Linked DNA regions of Mus musculus: region 1 is linked to region 2. The links are chromatin contacts, called in public HiChIP or PLAC-seq maps. All regions are on one chromosome and are shown on one strand. The core of a region is the stretch at or near the end of the contact, and the rest is flanking DNA. Distances in the headings are between cores, read along the strand shown. Region 1 holds the start of Igsf8 (immunoglobulin superfamily, member 8). Region 2 overlaps Slamf7 (SLAM family member 7).

What was found. HiChIP or PLAC-seq counts read pairs in DNA pulled down with a chosen protein or histone mark.
Region 1: a contact with region 2 is called in an H3K27ac HiChIP or PLAC-seq map of microglia, with 4 times the contacts expected there. The contact joins the promoter of Igsf8 here to the enhancer-like site in region 2. A contact is called at or near these places in 1 of 39 promoter capture datasets (pre-B cells) and 4 of 115 datasets of contacts at active chromatin or transcription factors (the 230-238 cell line, memory CD8 T cells and microglia).

The regions. Positions count from the first base shown.
Region 1 is chr1:172,310,498-172,316,687 of GRCm38.p6, reverse strand. Igsf8 (immunoglobulin superfamily, member 8) reads right to left here and starts at 4,321. Exons shown (of 7, transcript NM_080419.2): 1 at 4,095-4,321; 2 at 160-537. The coding sequence starts at 4,152.
Region 2 is chr1:171,629,990-171,636,644 of GRCm38.p6, reverse strand. It overlaps Slamf7 (SLAM family member 7), which reads left to right. Exons shown (of 8, transcript NM_144539.5): 7 at 271-333; 8 at 1,649-4,242. The coding sequence ends at 1,720. Among named protein-coding and RNA genes, the nearest start is that of Mir7683, 8.6 kb to the left of the region's middle. Within about 2 kb of position 4,999, at least 83 of the 459 cell types and tissues checked have an H3K27ac peak or open chromatin away from gene starts, as enhancers often do. A contact at or near this core is called in the 230-238 cell line, memory CD8 T cells and microglia, where this site is marked.

The sequences.
Region 1 (6,190 bases), core at 3,072-5,571, 680 kb before region 2:
TCCAGTACTGAGAAGATGGGGGTGGGGGGAGAAGAGGAGAAGGAAGAAGATGACAGAGAAGGAGGAAGACGAAGCAAAAATAGATCTGAGCGTGCTGGCTTATACCTATAACCCCAGTGCTTGTGAGGCTCTCTCACCACCTAGCTCAGAGCTCAGTACCTCTCAGCTCCACCTTGGCACTGTAGTTGCCCAGGTACTGCGTATCTGTGGAGGGGGTGTAGCACTCATAAAAGCCAGAGTCCTGGGCCTGCAGGCGAGCAATCTTGAGCACCACCGAATCTCCCTTCAGGCGCTGCACCTGCAGGTCACCAGATGCCACACGAGGCCCAAAGACAGCATAGGAGAACTGGCTATCCTTGGTGCTGACAATGCCCAGGGACGTAGCTGGGGCCTCTGGTCTGTACATGAACCACTCGAAGTCTTGCTGGGCAGGGCCCTCATAGTCACTCACGTTGCAGGAGATAGAGACAGCGGTGCCAGCCACCCGGTAAAGAGGTCCCCTGGGGACATGCACCTGCCGGGCGTAGCACCTGGTTCCTGTGGGGTAAAAGCAGAAAGAACTGGAATCTTTTTAGAGAGAACGAGTCCCCACTTGATGGCCAGTATCATCAGCACCATTCTTGACTGCTGCCTGTGAAGGAAAGGGAAACCTAGGGATGGTTAGAACATAGCTGGGCGAAGACACAGATGGGAACACAAGATGGGACACGAGACACCAGCATCCCAGCACATCACGTAGGTTCAGATCCACCTGAACAGAGGAATACTCTAGCTAACTAGAGGCAGAGCACCTACATGAACAGAGGAGTCCATCCGGAGTCTGGGGTATAGACAGCCCGGTAAGTAAAATGCTTTCCATGCAAGCATCAGGACCTGAGTTCAATTCCCGGCAACTATGGAAAAAGCTTGGCACGGTGGCTGGTGAGTAGCCACATAAGCCTGACAACCTGGGTTTGAGCCCCTCAAGGGAAGGAAGGAACTGAATCCTGAAAGTTGTCTCCTCTCTCTCTCTCTCTCTCTCTCTCACACACACACACACACACACACACACACACACACACACGCACACGCACACGCACATGAATAAATGCAGTGGACGGTTCCTGAGCCATGACCCCTGAGGTTGACCTCTGACCTTTACACAGACACTCACATATACGCACCTGCACCCATGCATACATGTGGACCCTCATACACATGCAATTGGAAATAACAAATAAAAGAAGCATGCCTGATTCCCAACTCTCCAGCTCGTGGCTGGATCTTTATCGCTCCTACCCTGCCATGTGTGGCGTCTCTCCGGGCTCAGAAAGAACTTCTAGCTAAGGGATTCTGAGCCTTTTGCTGGAGGGGAGCTGACAACATCTTACAGAAAGGCTGCTTGGCTTAGCTCTGTCACCTGGGCTAGACAATGGAGCCAGTGGCCCAGGCTGGCTGGGGTACTGCACTGGATGGGGCACCATGCTGGACAGGGCACGGACCTAGTCAGTCCTCACTACACAATACCCTCCCCACTACAGCTGTGCCATGAGCTCACTGCTTCTCCCAGCCCACAAGGCTACACAGGCAGCTGTGGCTTCTGGGGCAAGAACCAGGCTCTGCCCAGGCCTGGGGCAGAAGATCCCTTCCCCGCCCCCAGAATCTGTCAACCTTCTGGCTAACCCAGATGATGCACTATGCACAGCCCCCCAAACAAAAGCTTTCATTTACATATGATTTGCCTATCTGCGCAGCATTTGCATAGACCTCCTTTCAATAAGGAGACCCCAAACACCTGCTGCCCCTTCCCCCTTCCCCCTTCTCTCTCTCTCCCTCCCTCCACCCATTTTACCCCACCCCCTGTTCCAACAGACAGCCGGTTCCAAAACCTTGGACTGTCCAGCTTCTTTCTCCTCTCCACTACTTCTAGGTAAGACCGCAGAACCCTAGAATGCAAGAAGGGCTGTCAATCATTCCTCAGATGAGAGAAATGAAGAAACTCCCAGAGAGCACCTCTAGGGAGCACTGCCACTAGGTTCTAACCACAGATGTGAGTCTAGAGCTCTCTCCCAGCCAACACGGAAGGCCTGGCCGTGAGAACCATCTCTCTTCTAGATGAGAAAAGTAAAGTGAAATGTGACATTGTGGCCAAGTCCCTGCCCTCTCTGGAGGGCCTCTACACACCCCTGAAGAGGGACAAAACCAAGAAGGCGGAGATGCTTCCAAGGAGAGCCCTGGTTTACAAAACTGTAATTTCCCGGATTTCCAGGGGTAAGTCCACAGCTTGCTACTGGCCCTGGAGGAAACCACCCAAGAGCCTGAGAGCCTGCTCTACAGTTCTCGCTCCTTTCCTTCTTCTGGCTACGTCACGCAGAGAACACATGACCACCGCCTGAAGCAGAGGCTAGAGTCAGAAAGCCAACATGGGACCAACCCTTTCCTCTCCTGGGTCTCAGTTTCTATCTCTCAGCACTAAGAGCTCCCAGTTCTGATGTTGAACCCGTGAGTATATGTGTGTGACTCAGGCACATATCGCTCCAGGCACATTTCATAATCAGGAGGATGGTTAAGGCAGCCAAGCTGACACCATCCTGGCTGCCCATGGGTAAACTCTGCTGAGAAGGTCCCCTCCCACCTTCCTGGCTCCACACAAGCTGATGCTTGGAGATCCCCATGGGAAAGTTGTCCCCACAGCCTCAGAACATAGGCTGCTACAAGGTTCTCAATGGCTGGGCTGCCTCCTTTCTAACAGCCAAAGGTCTGCTTTGGAGTCAGTTCTGAGTTCAAATCCACCCCCCACCCTCACTGGATACACAGTGGTATTTCACATCATCTGTGAAGTGAATGCCAGTGCTGGCTGCAGTGGGCTAAGATGACATTCAGCTCCTCTCCCGCCCCTGAATAACACTCACTCCTCCCAACCACCCCTGGGCTCATCCCTGCTCGGGTTAAGCCCAAAGGAAAAGAAGCAATCGCTAGGCAACCAAGCCCCACAGCTCCTTCAACTCCCTACATCACTCTGCCTCCCGCCTTGTTCCCAAAGGAGTTTTCATCCTGGCCCCAAGAAGCCCAAGGAACCATTCTGTACAACACTGCGCAGTTCTGGTATAAACCAGAGAAGGAGGTTGGGGTGCCCCACTATAGTATCTTCTCCATATGCATAACACACACACACACACACACACACACACACACACACACACACGTTCCTTTCAAGGGCTTCAGTCTCCTGGCAACTGCTCCATGCCATATCTTTCCCAGAACACCTCCTACAGGGAGCCCTCCAAGTCAGACCCCAAACATGGTAATGTTAGCAACCTCCACAGGCCTCAACACACACACACTCACACTCACACACACACACCAGACATGACGCAAGGTTGGCCCAGAAAACACACCATCATAAACACCCACCAGGACAGACACTGGGTGCTTAGAGATCCCAGGTTCAGTTTCCATGGAGCCTGGTTTCTCCTGAGGCAGGGATGTTGGGACCAACTGAGTCTGACAACCAGGCAAATATCTGGGAGCGTGGAAGAAGGGCAAAGAGGGAACTGGCCCAGGGTGGAGACACGTGAGGGAAGAAGCCTCAGATGGTGACATGTTATATTGGGAGGTGGGGGTGTTGGGGAGACTTTTTTCAGAGATCGTGGTCAGAATCAGCCCCTGGGCCTCCAGCCAACTCTAGGCAATTATGAAGACCGCCAGGCACTGCCCACGCAGAGCAAACACCCAAAACCAGGCCTTGAGCCGAGAGTGGGGCAGAAGGTTGTCACGGTATTTGGTAGCAACGACCCCAGACGCTGGGTGTAACCGATGAGAAGTGGTGCCTGCCTCCGGAGGCCCGATGGTGTCTCAGGGGATACCTCAGTAGGTCGCCCATATGCCCCAGCTAGGAACCTAGAGCGAGGACACCACCACCCTCCCCATAACTGATTGGGCAGACAGGCGCAAAAGGAAGCGAGACGCCGAGCCCAGAGACAGTGGAGGCACGTCTGTTGGAGAAGTAGGGATGCAACCAGCTCTGAAATGCTAGGAAGGTGGGCTGGTGGGCTGCACGGTGTTAGGCACCTACCCGGCCGGGACAGGGACGCGGCGACCACCACCTGGCTTACCAAGTATTAGCAGCAGCAGCAGGAGCGAACTCAGCGGCGTGGGGCTAGGGACGCCCATTCTGCGTAGGCGGCTCTGAGGAGACTCCTGGGGGCGGCGTGGGCTCTGGGGGGCCAGGGCCGCGGGGGGCGCATGCCCAGGTGGGGGGCAGAAAGCGGAGCAGTGAAGCGTGGGTGCGCAGAGCCCAGCCGAGCGGGAGCCGCCAACTCCCCGCCCTCCACCCTTCTTCCCCTCCTCCCGCCGCTCTTCCCGCCCTCCGCAGCTCGGGAGACCAGTCCCAGCCGCGCCCCGCTGCCCGGCCCCGCCCCCGCCTCGCCCCGCCCCAGGCCGTCGCCTGGGCCAGACTTCGACCCTGATGGTGGCTCCGCCTCTGGCCTCAGGCTGGGCGAACTGGCGGCACCTGGGCTCCTCTACCCCCATTTCCTCGCTCAGAGGGCACCCCGCCCTGCACCTGCCAGCCTTCCAGGGAGAATGGGGTGCTTGCAGGGCCTCTGGGGATGCATGATGGGGTGACTGTGGTTACGCACTCAGAATCCAATTGGGTGATGTGGGCCACTGAGTCTTGGCAGCAAACCCTGCTGATTTATGTAGGCATGGCCTGACCCACGGTTTCCTGGACGTGAAGCGGACCCAAAGGGGCTTCAGAGTCCTGGAAGATCGCTGGAAATCTGTTCTAATACCCGGTCAGAATGCAAAGCGAAAGGGAAGTGGGTTAGCGGTCCAGACTTCCTAGCTGGAAGATCCTTGTTCAGCTCAATGCTTTCAAGCTCACTTCCCCCCCCCCCCCCGCCACGTACGGAACAGAGATTGTAAACACTCGAGGAGTTACGGCGATTATTAGCTGAGATCATGCACATACGTTTCATGCACACGGTAACTATGGGGGTGTTTTGTTTTTGCGTTAAACTGCTTTCTACCAATTGGAGTCTCCAACGAGAGGACGTAACACACCTCTTTGCTGGGGAAGGTGGAGCTAGCCTGGAGGTAGGAAAAAGGAAGAGAAACCTCTTCCCAAAGCCATGTCTCCAACTGTGAAAAAGGCGGAGAGTAGGGTGGGGCCAGGATGGGAAGAAGGGGCGGCTCAGCCTGCAAAACCAGGGCGCGGAAGTGCCCATTAGGGGGAAGTGGCCTAGAACACGTCTAGATCTTCACCTCCATTCCCTACTTGTCCCCTTCACCCCTGCTCCCTCGCTTACTGCTTCCTATTGAGAAAACTGAGGCACAGACAGGAAAAGAGATCCGGGCCAGCGGTGACTTCCTCTTCTCAGAAGTCGTATTCGTGGGGCTGCCAGTGGAAGCCACATTCAGCAACCACAGAGAAACACTGATAGGGAATCTATAGGGAAGTCAGAACTCCAACCCTGGTCGCCCAAGACTGCCTAGCAAGAGGCTAAGGGACCTGCTCCTTGTCACCTGGATATATCCCAAGCCTGGTTTCTTCACACTGTTTCTCTAGAAGCCATGTTGAGCCATGTGAAAACTGCAAGCTACCGGGAGACTTTGGGAGAAAGCATTCTCCCTTTAGCTGGAGGTTGAGTGGATTGAATGACTTTCTGGTACCGGTTTGAAAGTCGGTCATCATCATCATCATCACCATCACCATCACAACATCATGATTATCATCATCATAGCCATTTATGGGATGGTTTCACAATAACACCGCCACCACCTGAAGATATCCTTTCTAAACTTTACAGGTTATTTTACAAGCAAAGTCATTTAACACAAGAGAGACCTGGCCTTTTAAAATAGTTATGTGTCTTGCCCAAGGCCACACAGATTTTAAGGTAACTAAAGTGTTACTTTAAAGCTCAGGTCTGGTGTGCACACCCTAGCACGCAGGAGGCAGAGGCAGATGGATCTCTGTGACTTCCAGGCCAGCCAAAACCACATATATCCTGTCTCAAAACAAACAAAAGAGCAAAACAAAACAAATCCACAAAACCTCAAGTCTGACGGTTCCCATCTTTTCTTGTACTCCACTGTTCACTCTGTTAAGGGCGAAAACTCATTCATGTTGCAGGGTACTGAGCGGGCCAGACCTTGTACTGGATTTTAGTAGTGCCCTAGTCAGCAAGGCTTTCAAGGTCCCCAACTC
Region 2 (6,655 bases), core at 3,750-6,249:
ATCACAACATATTTTGAAATCCATTGAAACATAATACAGAAAATAATACAGTAGAGCAAATTGAGCAAATATATGAATAAAAAGCAATGGTACTCTTTAAAAGTGATTAACATACATCTTTATAGCAGAAATGAAACAAGAGAACTTCTACTGCCCTCACCTATTCTAGAACCTTCTTTTTCTTCTCTCCACCTTGTCTTTCCTATACTTTGCTTTCTTTGGGTTGTCTCCCTGGTCTTGTCTACATGACTGTTTTGTGTTTGTTAATAGAAAAGAAGACCAGAAGAAGATGCACCAAACACATTTTATTCCACTGTGCAGATCCCCAAAGTGGTAAGAAGCTGTCCAGCTGAGCATCATCTTACTTGCCAACCCCTTTCCCTGGATCATGCTCGGGCTCAGATTTCTTAGACCGAGGGATCTGGGGGGGGGGGATTAAAACAGACCCCCGCTGGCTCCTCGAGTCTGCCTTCATCTGGAGAGTTCTCGCTCCCTGCCTGTGATGCCAGACCTGTGATGCCAGACGTATGGCCATTGAGCTTTGAGCATGTCTTCAGGATAGTTTTTCGTGACTTTGTTTGAGGCTGCCCAAAAATATAGGCAAAAGATAAAAACAGAGTAGGGAAGGGATTCTAGATTGGAATGATAAAGAAAATCAGAAGGGTTCTGTCTAAGGTCATGGATGAGGAAAAGAACTTGTGCTATGTCATGGATGGCGACTCCCTTTGTGGCAACTCCCAACACTCCTGAGCCGCTGGTAACCTGAGGAGGGAGATTTGCTTGCTGTAGAACATCTGCTTTGTAGCCTCCCCCTTAAGCCGCAGATGTGGTGAGATGTCCACAGCTTGTGCTCCGCAGGAACAATGCCTTCTTCTCTGTTTTCCTTTCCTCTCCAAAACAATCAAAACGATAATGATGCTGGAGATGATTTCCTTAGTGGCACACTTGTGAATTAACTCTAAGACTGCATGGTTTGCTAAGGATGGAGAAAGATAAAAAAACAAAAAACAAAAAACATTTCACTTGGAGAATAATCTCTCTAAGGTAAAAGTAAACAGGAGGCCCTTGCATGGAGGAGCTATGGGTTGGGCACCTTTAGAAAGAGTGTCTGGGATGAAACGGTTATCACAGGTGACAGGGTGGGCTTTTGGGGTCCCACTTGGGGTTTAATAATAAATACATCTGCATAGTATAAGGCTGTTAGCCTGTTTGCTGGGGCAGTTCCTCAGTTAGCCCATCAGATCAACCCACCTTCCATGTGACTCTCTCTTTCTCACTTCGCTCTACTTCCCTGACCTGTTCCTGATCTGCTCCCATCCCTCTGCCCCAGCTCCAGCCTCCAGCTCTTTATTCCTCAGCTTGTATCTAGAGCAACAATGCTATTAGCATAGTCGGAGATATTCCGCTCTCCTGACAGCAGCTTGCCTCTCTTTGGGGGCAGGTGAAGAAGCTGCAAACATTTACATATCCTGCCAGTCTGGCACCACTCTGCAGAGCAATTGACAGTTGAGGATGGGGGAAGGGGGGGCACACACCTTCATAGCCAGCTGATATCTTGTGTGGGCGGGTGGATTATCCCAAAACAGTCTTCTGTGAGGGATCCAGAACTCTGCCCATGTTCAGTGTTTTTCTCCATGTCTGCCTGCAGGTAAAGAGTCCCAGCTCCCTGCCTGCAAAGCCACTCGTGCCAAGGTCATTAAGCTTTGAAAATGTTATCTAGATGACAGCACTCCGTCCTCTCCAGAAAAAAACAAAACAAAACAAAACTGCAAAACAAACAAAACCTCACCATTCTGAGCAGAAATGAAAACTTCTGTCAAAGACTGAATGTAAATGTCTCCCCGCCAGACCCACATGTTTGCATCCAGACAGAGAAGTTCAGGCTCAAGGGCTTTCAGGGTACAATGACTCTTGGGGACTGGGATACAGCCCATTCAGACATTCTGACTAAGAATCTCTCTATGCCCATCCTGTCTCCGGTAATGATGAATGAGGCTGTGCTCATAGACAGTGGACTAATTTGTCTGATGAAGAAATTTTTGACAAAGCACAGCATTTGGCTGTGGCACAGCCATGTTCGCTGTTTTTATTCACATTTATAGCTGTATGTAAATAATCTCAATCATTCAGTTCCCAGATAAAAGACACATAACCTTTTATATTTATTATAAGCCTTTATAGACTAGAGCTGGGCAGATATCTACCCTCTAAGCTATTTTTGCCTACTTCCCTATCAATAACCCCAAGATATAATTTGCCATGTTCCATCTAGGCTGCTCTTACTCCAATTGGCCCAGCCCTTATGGCCATATTTTCATGATTCCCCAACACAATGGTGTCTTCTCTCTCCACCGTCTCTCCTCATGAACCTCCTGCCTCAGATCCCAAGCCTGGGAACCAAAACCTCACCTCCCTCTCTTCTGCCCTGCTATAGGCTGCCGACATCTTTATTCACCCAGTAGTTTTAAATTAAGGAGCAGGGAAACATGGTATCACTTTGTGTAGGTGAGGATTCTCTAGTCCCAGAGGGCAACCAGACCTTGGGGACCAGTGACAAGTATTACAATACATAGCAACAGACCAAACCTCAGCAGAACTCAAAACAAAGAAAAGGAACAGGAAGATGGGAAAAGCATGCAGGTTGATAGACAGCATGAAGGGTTTTCAAATGGGTTTTTCAGCTTCGACTGTAATGGTTAAAGGGATGAGCCCAGACTGTGCCCTAGGACAAGAGAAAGGGGACACTGAGAGCTAAACCCTGTCTTTCAAAAACCCTATTCAAAAAAGCTTTCATTTAAAAGAAAGAATGCCTGAACACAGAGTGTCCCACATCGCACATCAGACTGTGGAAGTGTTTCTCTGGGTTCTCACGGTTCTCAGAGGCTGCTGGAGCCCTGACCCAAGCAGGTATGGCTCCATCCTGGAGTGACAGCAGAACTCAGCAATGTCCACACGTGCAGAATGTAAACTCTGGGGAGCCACTGAAGCTTGCACTAAGGTTCCAGGGGAGGAAAACCAGGCAACGTGTATCGAGGTTGGGCTTTCTGAATGGACCTGCCTTGTAAGCCTGCATAAAACTATGAAGGCAAAGCCTAACTTGCAGTTTAGACTCCAGGATGCTGGAGCTGCCTAAAACATAAAGGATGCTGGAGCTGCCCAGAACATAAAGCATCTACTAAGAAAATTTTCAGGCACTGAAAACACCCGAGAAAGAGGCCACGTGTGGTTTTGGTTGGAAGGTCATGGAAACAGGCCTCCTCAAACCCATTGGAACATACATGATGATACCATGTACCCAAGATGCCAGATACGGAGCTTCAAGGCTTATACCTCTCTGCTGAGTTTTCTCCTATCTTTGGCTCTTTCTTTGCCACGCCCCATCCCTCCCTTTTGGAATGTGAATGTTTCCTCTGCCATTGTGCATTGAAAGTATGTGAGTTTTCTATTTTTTAAGAGCTCACAACTAGGACTTTGCCTTACATCTCATAAAAGACATTGGACATTGAACTGTTATGGCTAGGGACTCTTGAAGTTAGATGGAATGTGTTTTGCATTGTGTGATGACCGTAGGCATATTGAGCCAAGACCTGTGAGCCAAGACGGGAGTGTTATGGATTGAGTCGAAAAGATTCAAGGTTGCGGGCTTGTGTGGTTCAACACTTGGTGTTATTTAAGGGTGCTGTAGACCCTATAGAAGATAGAGTCTGTCTGCAGACGGTGAGTCTCCAGGAGGCAGGCCTAGAAAGTGACAGTCACTCCTGGCTCTGGGCAAGCCTTCTGCTCCACCTCAGGCAGAATCCTGTCCACCATGTTATGAAGAAGCAGACATTGCAAACTCCCTCCAACACAGGCCAAGCCCCTAAAGCCGCCATGCCTCTGATGACAATGGATTATAACCTCTAGAACTCAAAATCGAAAGCAGGCCCTTCCCCTGTAAGTTGCTCCTGCCAGGATTTTGGCAGTGTGGTAGCTGATACCACTTCCTTCCAGAATAAGCTATTCTCAGCCTCTTTGGACTCTGAGGTTCATCGTCCAATTGCTGAGAACTCTCCTCAAACCCAGAATCTGTATTCCTTTCTGCCAGTGTGACTGAATCTGTCAGTTAGCCCAGAGAAAATGACTGGGAGATGCCTGAAATTGCTCCAAATAAGTCTATTAATTTATTAATGGAACCAGCAGCTATGAGCCAGGTGCTGTGTTACACTTTCATGGATTGTTGCAATACACTCACTCTTGCTTGATATCTCATGAACCACTTTATAGGGCGCCACAGAAATACTAACTACGGAGTCCCAGAAGGGTATGTAGGTACCAATGGCCAAAATGCACAAGGACAGAAAATCCAAACATACACCTATGTTTGTCTGGTACCATTTGAGGTCCTTTAAAGCAGATGATGGAGGACAAGGACCCCTCATCTGGACTTCAACTATACCTACATGCTCCAAGGGAACCGTGTACGCCCTGAGCCTACAGAGGAGTCCATCTTTAAAAATAGAGAAATAGCCTGCATACAAATTTTTGATCTAGTCTAAGACCTAGCATCACAGATAGAGTCTGGGGTTTGATGGCTTGAAAACCTTTACAGTTGTGTTTGTTTGTTTGTTTGTTTGTTCCCAATGAGTCTTTATTGAGAACCTCTACTAGGTTAGTCTTCTAGGTAAAACAGACATATATCCTCCCCCAAAAAATCTTATTTTCTTTTTCTAGTGTCATGGAAGAGACATGGGAACAGGTAGAGTAAGGGTGTGTGTGTGTGTGTGTGTGTGTGTGTGTGTGTGTGTGTGTGTGTGTGTGTGTGTATTTGATGTGCTCCCAGAACAAGAACTACATGTCTTCATGAGAATGCTGAAAGGGAACTAAGGTTCCAGGGTTGAGGGATATGAAATCAAGGAGACAAATCTATGTTTAAAAGAGAAGAAGCCAAGATGCTGTCTTGAGCTGATGGGAGGGGAAGTGAAAGCTAAAAATAGGATGTATTCCCCAACACGTGGCAACTCTGTCATAACCACAAAGAGCTGAGCTAGGCTTTGCCCAGAGCTGCCTAGGCATCTGTCCAAGGCACAGTTGTGAATGCTACTAAGCACTGTGTGCTAATTACTGTGTTTATTACTTTACTTTTATGAATAAATAAAATATTATTTAAATAAAATCAGTACGTATTAAGGAAGGGTTCCCTGAAATTCTCTCAAAGGTGAGAGGTAAGGCGCAGAGCAGCATCTGAAGAGAACTATTTACAGTATGGCCGGAAGAAGCCAGGGCTTCACATTGGTCCAGGTGGTTGTGAGTTTTATCTGTAGTTTAGTCTGTAGTTTTATCTCCATGACCCACGTCCTCTGTATTGATCATTTTAAAGGCACTGCAGAATTCGCATACAGAAAACATGTGTTGTGTTGCTATTTGCAGTAGACACACTCTGGAGACTGCCTAAAAGTGAGGTGGGAAATGAGGGTTACGTGAGCGCAGGCTTTAAGAGCACAGGCTTTAAGAATGCAGGGCAGAGTGCCAGAGAGGCAGCTCAGCAGTTAAAAGGACTGGCTGGTTTTCCAAAGGACTCAGGCTTAATCCCCAGCACTGAGGAGGTGGCTCACAACCATCTGTAACTCCAGTTCCAGGGCATCTGGTGCCCTCCTTTGGTTTCCATGGGCACCAGGCATGTACACGGTACATACATATACATACCAATAAAATGTCTATACACATAAAATAATGTAATTAAGCTAAATTTTTTAAACACAGGTTCTATAGTCAGGTGTGGGGGATCTATGCCTATAATCCCAGCACTGAAAGGCGAGCCACAAATTTGAGGTCAGCATGGACTGTATAGGAAGACGCTGTCAATATTATTATTATTATTATTATTATTAATTGTTGGTTTTATGCATTTACTTTTTGTGAAAATTAAAATTAATTTATGGTAGAACTTGCTTATAATCTTAGCCAGAAGGACCATCTAGGTCCATCTAGAATTATTTGAGGTCCATCTAGACTATATAAGACCTTATCTTTAAAAAAAAAAAAAGCCAGGTGGTGGTGGCACACACCTTTAATCCCAGCACTTGGGAGGCAGAGGCAGGCAGATTTCTGAGTTCAAGTCTGGTCTACAGAGTGAGTTCCAGGACAGCCAGAACTACACAGAGAAACCCTGTCTAAAAAAAAAGAAAGAAAGAAAGGAAGGAAGAAAGAAGAGAGGGAGGGAGGGAGGGAGGGAGGGAGGGAGGGAAGGACACGTCATACATTTGTGTAAAGCTAGAAAATGTCATGGCATCACAAGTGGAAAAGGTAACACGCAGAACTGAATGCGCTCCATGAGTACCACTGCACTGAAAGACATGCCTTGCAAGAAACCCAAGCAGCCCAAGCACGGTGTGAACTGAGTGTCGTCGTGTGTGGCTGTAATGGCTGCACTCCACAGGTGTTGGCAAAAAGGTCAGAAACTCAAGACTCCTGTGTTAACAAGCCGAGGGGGGGGGAGTGGGCTGGTGAGATAGATGAGACACTGTTCCTAAATAAATAAAAAGGAGAGGAAGAGGGAGAGAAGCCAATTCTCTTCTCTGCCCTTCAGTTAATATGAAGTATATTTAAAATAAATCTATGTGTATGAAACAAATGAAAGAAAATACATCAAAACTATTAAGACTGGTTGCTGGAGAGA